Linked DNA regions of Bos taurus: region 1 is linked to region 2. The links are chromatin contacts, called in public Hi-C maps. All regions are on one chromosome and are shown on one strand. The core of a region is the stretch at or near the end of the contact, and the rest is flanking DNA. Distances in the headings are between cores, read along the strand shown. Region 1 overlaps TCP11L1 (t-complex 11 like 1). Region 2 holds the start of DEPDC7 (DEP domain containing 7).

What was found. Hi-C and Micro-C count contacts between places; a contact is called where the count stands out from the background.
Region 1: a contact with region 2 is called in a Hi-C map of liver, with 2.1 times the contacts expected there. The contact joins the enhancer-like site here to the promoter of DEPDC7 in region 2. A contact is called at or near these places in 2 of 11 Hi-C or Micro-C datasets (liver and an unstated tissue).

The regions. Positions count from the first base shown.
Region 1 is chr15:63,705,363-63,708,117 of ARS-UCD2.0, reverse strand. It overlaps TCP11L1 (t-complex 11 like 1), which reads right to left. Exons shown (of 10, transcript NM_001205472.1): 7 at 1,076-1,272. Among named protein-coding and RNA genes, the nearest start is that of TCP11L1, 21 kb to the right of the region's middle. Within about 2 kb of position 1,472, at least 7 of the 102 cell types and tissues checked have an H3K27ac peak or open chromatin away from gene starts, as enhancers often do. A contact at or near this core is called in liver, where this site is marked.
Region 2 is chr15:63,658,085-63,660,935 of ARS-UCD2.0, reverse strand. It overlaps DEPDC7 (DEP domain containing 7), which reads right to left and starts at 1,546. Exons shown (of 9, transcript NM_001192730.2): 1 at 1,424-1,546. The coding sequence starts at 1,496.

The DNA.
Region 1 (2,755 bases), core at 223-2,722, 47 kb before region 2:
GGGATTACAAAACGAGGCAGATACTCTGGAGAACGGTCTGGCAGCGCCAAAGAGTCACCACGTGACCCAGCAGTTCTAATCCTAGATACATACCTAAGGGAAGCGGGAACACATGTCTACACAAAAACTTGTACACAAATATTCAGAGCAGCACAGTTCACAAGAGCCTAAAAGTGGAGACAACTTAAGTGTCCATCAACTGATGAATGAGGCAAAATGGGGCGAGCCACACAATGGAAGAGATTCAGACTCAGAAAGAAGTGCGGACACAGGCAACATCGTGGAGGAACCTTGAAGATAGTATACTAAGTGAAATAAGCAAGACATAAAAGGACAAAGCACTGTGTGATTTCACTCATATGCAGCACCGAGCAGTCAGATCCAGAAACACAGAGGAGACGGGAGGGGACAGCAACGAGGAGTGCTTAAAGAGCGCAGTTTCAGCTTGCTCTGTAAATGGGTGGAGGTGATGGCTCCAGTCATGTGAATGCACCTAATGCCCAGAACTGCACACGTAAAGATGGGAGGGACTTTCCCCAGTAGTTTAAGACTCTGCCTTCCAAGGCAGCGGGGGGGTTCCATCCTTGGTTCAGGGAACTAAGATCCCACAGGCCAAAGGGTTCAGTCAAAGAAAAAAGACGTGGGGAGGGGGTAAACTTTACATATATTTTACCACAATTTTGAAAAAAAGGAATGAAGTACTGATACATGCTACAACATGGATGAATTTTATGCTAAGAAGCTAGACATGAACGGCCAATATTGTACGATTCCATTTAAACAAAAAGTCCAGAATAGGCCAAATCCATCGAGACAGAGAGTAGGTTGCCAAGGGGTGAGGGGAGAAAGGGGGAAGAACAGTGACCGCTAATGGGTCCAGGGTTTTCTTTCCGGTGATGACAATGCTCCGAAATGAAACAGTGGTAATGGAAGCTCAGCTCTGTGAATGTACTAAAAACCCAGGAATTATACGGTTTACAAACGAACAACTTTCTCTATGTGAGTTGTAACTATTCTTCAGAAGTTCAGCAGTACAAGAGAGAAATGAGCAGTCAGCTTGCCCTGGAGCACCTACTTCAGGGAAAGGCCGGTGGAGGTGGTCCCACTTCAGAAGCTTCAGGTACGCGTAATTCTGCACGGCCACGGGATCCAGCTGGGGACCGTCCCCAGAGCCGGCGGCCCCTCCCGCAGCTGGCAGCGCGTTTTTATACTTCTGACTCATAAGGTCATCTGTGGCTTCCTGCAGCCACTGGGTGACAAAGTCCAGGGAATCTGTGAAAAAGCAAGACTTGGAACATTACTGAACACTCTCAGACACTTCCCAGAATTACTTTAGGGAAGATCATCCTGGAAGTGTGGTAAAGTACAGAACATGGACTTTGGCATCAAACAGACCTCGGTTTACATCACAGGACCGGCAATTACCAGTTGAGTAACCTTAGGTTCGTCGTAGTCTGTCTGACTGTCAAGGTTCTTAACATAATCAAAGGTCTGGCACCGGTGCCATTAGTGGTAGCGAACCTGCCTGCCAACGCAGGAGACATAAGAGACACGGGCTCGATCCCTGGGTCGGGAAGGGCATGGCATCCCTGGAGGAGGGCATGGCAACCCACTCCAGTATTCCTGCCTGGAAAATACAGTCCACGGGGTCGCACAGAGTCAGACACGACACGCAACTTAGTATGCACGCACCAGCGCCACCCCAGAGGCGGCTGTGAGGGCTGACCGTGACGGCGGGCGCAGCGCACCACCCTGGTCTTGCCACCTCAGATCTTCGGCAGACTTTTGCTCTTTTCTCTCCCACCCCAGCCACTCATGCATGACACGCGGCTGGAAGCTCTGGTAAGTCCAGCTCAGTGAGATGTGAAAATTCCTGCCCAGGGACAGATGGGGGGAGATGCTGGCTAGAGTTCCCAGTGTAAAGTACCCTCCACACTGAAAATGAGGCTTGTCCTTGTCTAGATCTCAGCCTCCTATCAATCTGGTTTCCGGTCAGCCTCGCTGGGGTAAGTCCTGTCACCTGTTTGGTACATACTGCATGGCATTTGGGGGGACACCCCCACCCCAGCGGGGGGACCTTGTTGTCTCCCATCTGCCGGCATGCTTTCCTACTCTTCTAAGCTGAGTAGATACCCGGGATTCTGAGGGACACAAGAGCAAGAAGATGAAGCTTCTGTCCACATTGTCTGAGCAAAAAAAACCCTCTGACAGGACACGAGTGGGCTGCAGCCCCATCAGTGGAGGCCGCCTTGCCACCAAGCGGGCAGTCGAGGGCACGGCTGGAGTCCGCTCTTCACGGCTGCAGCCGGACACACCTCTGGTCCTGCCCACACGCTGATCACGCCGAGCTCTCGGTTCTGGGCTTCGCTCTCCCTTTAGCCTCTGGAGGCAGCATTCTATAGGCCACCAGCTCTGGGAAACCTCGGCTTTCATGCTGCGAGTGACTCTGACCGGCTGCCGGCACCTGACCCTTACTCTAAGGCTCTTCAGCCTGTAAACTGTAACCCTGCTGTCTCCTGAGGCGCAGGACAATACTGGTTGAGAAAAAGAGCTGAGTGGGTCAATTTTGTACTCGCAGGCGTTCCCTAGTTGCAGTGTGAGGGCTTCCCACTAAGATGGCTTCTCTTGTTGTGGAGCACAGACTTCAAAAGTTGTGGTGAGTGGGCTTAATTGCCCTATGGGATGTGTAATATTCCCCTACGGGGAAGTGAACCTGTGTCCCCTGTATGGACAGGCGGATTCTTAACCACTGGAC
Region 2 (2,851 bases), core at 297-2,796:
AAGATAGTGGTTCTCTCCTTGGGTTCAAATTCGATAACCAACATTTCAACTCTTTCCTCTGAGAGTCATCTATTTAATTTTGAATACATATTCCCTTATCGTAAAAACCTGTTCACTAACAACCAAAGCTCAGAATTGGTATTTGGGCTGTTAGAGAAGACAAGGCTTTTAATCACGTAAAATTTGGGAATTTCACTCAGAAAGTAAGCCTAAAGATTTCTCAAGACTGTTTCCAGTATTGCTGATGTTATACTCCTAAATGATGAAGTATTCCCCTTCTCTTCACACTGTAAACACTGGAGAAATTCTGAATGTACCCATCAGATGCTTATTTGAATCCTTTCAATTGGAGAGTAAGATCGATATTAAGATAGTTCTTAGCAAACTACAAATGAGAAGTGGTTGTCTATCACAATTTACCATTAGCATTTTGAAAATTAAAAGAAGCATTTCTAATTCTAAGTAAAACACAAAAGTGGGGCCACTGAGATGTACCCAGTTTTACCCACGTCGATCCACTGACCACTGTCACCTTGAGGGAGGACTCATAAGTTCAAATGAAAGACTTAATAACAAGGGAACTTACGCTTATCCTATAAGCATCCTGCATAGCAGCTACAGAGAGGGGCGGGGGCGGAGTGTAACTTTTCTAAAAGGAAAACAAGAAAGCCAAGTGTTATCTGGACTCCTTAACTCTATCTACTAAGATGTAGGGTATACTAGAATCGGAATTTTAACATATCAGCAATTTTAACTGATCATCCGATTCCGTTCAATTGTTTGGATATTTAAAGAAACCAAGATGTAGCATACTAACATTCTAAGTAACCTGCCCTCTAAGACATGATTAAGCTGGCAAAAATCACTTGTCTCCCCTAATCTCAAGCAACCACTGAAAATCAAAAACTTCTGTTCATTTTAATACTCCTTATCCGGAAAGCGTAACTAATAAATGCTTTTTATGCCAAGTTCCTGGCGGCAGAAGTTAAACTTACATTAACAGAAACTTCTCAGCCCTCCCAGGAAGAGTCTGGGGAACAAAGCCGGCAAGAGAGGCTTTCGGCCCCTGGCTACACCGTGGAAGCACGGTGTGTGGCTCAGACAGTCACCAGTAACGATGTGGAGCCCGTTTGGAGACCTACTGAGAATGCCCGGCAGGCAGCTGGCGCACAGACTCGCGCGCGGCGAAGTTCAAGTCTGGGGAACTTAGGAGAAAGCTGGCTGCGAGGACAGCAGCCTCCGGCGCGGCAGCCCACCCGCGGGGGCGCGGGTCCAAGGAGCCACCGCAGTGCGGGGGCTCGCGGAGGCCGCTGCAGACCTGGCTGTAACGCGGCAGGGTCGCCGCCCGGGCGAGAATCGCAGCCTGCGTCCCCCACCCGCCCTGTGGCCCCCACCGTTTTCGGACCGGGTCCTCGGCACCTACCGGGAGGCCTCTGCACCGGACTCTGGAAAGCCGACAGGTTCAGCGCCGCCGCCTTCTCCCGCACCGTCGCCATGGCCGCAGGCCGCCGGGACAGGACCGCCTCAGACGACCGCACCGCGAAGTGGGCGCCCGCGTTGGAGCAGCCAGTTAACTGGCCCGGGGTGGGGCGGGGTTCCCGCCAGGCCCCGCCCCCGCCGCGCTCCGCTCGCCGCCGGTCACGTGCCGGCCGCGGCCCACGGTAACCTGCGGCCCGGCCAGCGAGGGAAAGGTGGGGCCCCGCCCCCGCCCTGGAGGTAGCCAGATGGGAAGCGTTTTGGTGTGCTGAGCCCTGCGAGTCCGCGCCGGCCGCATGCAACCAGCATCTCGCCGCCGTCTGCACAGCCCACGCGCAGACTGGCGTACGCGCCCAGGCTCAAGCCAGCTTCGGTGAAAGGCGCATCCACCGTGGATTAGCTCTGTTGCTTAACTGTCTTGGGCTTCAGTGCCCTCACCTGTGATGCGGGGGCAATGTCAGTACCCGCTTCACGGAATATTTTTATGAAGATTACACGAGCTAATTCATGTATTTTAGTTGCTGGGTCTGGAACATAAGTGCTTGAAATTCTGTCATGATGATAAATGCTTCGAATTTTTCACGCATCCCTTCCTGTAAAGAACAAATCTTTATCTGGCCTGGGAGAGCAATGTCTAGAGTTCACAGTCCAGGAGGGCAGCTGGCTTGCCTTGGGGCTGGCTGCCAAAGAAATCGGTGCCGCCTCCAAAATAACTCTGGGTCAAGTGGGTTAGGGACAGAGCTAGGAAAGAAGGGAATGGGGGGCTGTTAAGGGGAAGTTGAGAACAGGAAATCCAGGGACCCAGTGCTGGGGTACCTCGGGTGAGTGGTCTGAGACCAATAATTTAGTTGCCAAATTCTTGCGCCCCCATTTTACTCCCGAAATTTGGGGATTTAGCAATCATTTTAAACCTTTGGCACACATAAATATCTTTTCAGAAGGAGGGTGCCCGTGTGAACAGATTATTAAATCAGAATAGTTTTTATATGGGAGTTAGCTTATTGGAAAAGGCTCCGACACGTGGTTCCTTCAAAATGCTTAGAAGAATACATACATATGGTTATATCAAAAAACACTTGCCGAGAAACTGCGACCCTGGGCACCCCAGTTGAGTAGGTTAGACACGGGCTCCTACGATTTAGAAACTGGTGCCAGGATTGGCCTTTTTTATGAGCTCTCTCCCCCTGGTGGCAGTAAAACCCAGTCTCGCCACTGTTCAAAAAATTTCCTTTGTCATTTCTCTGTTGACTGTTGCTCACAGAGATAAGATACCATTTAGGAGGGATTTCAGGTACCCAGCAGAGCAATTAGCTGTAATCTACCCCATACCGTGTAACTGAATGCACAAGTCCATCCTCACTACGTGGTAGATAAA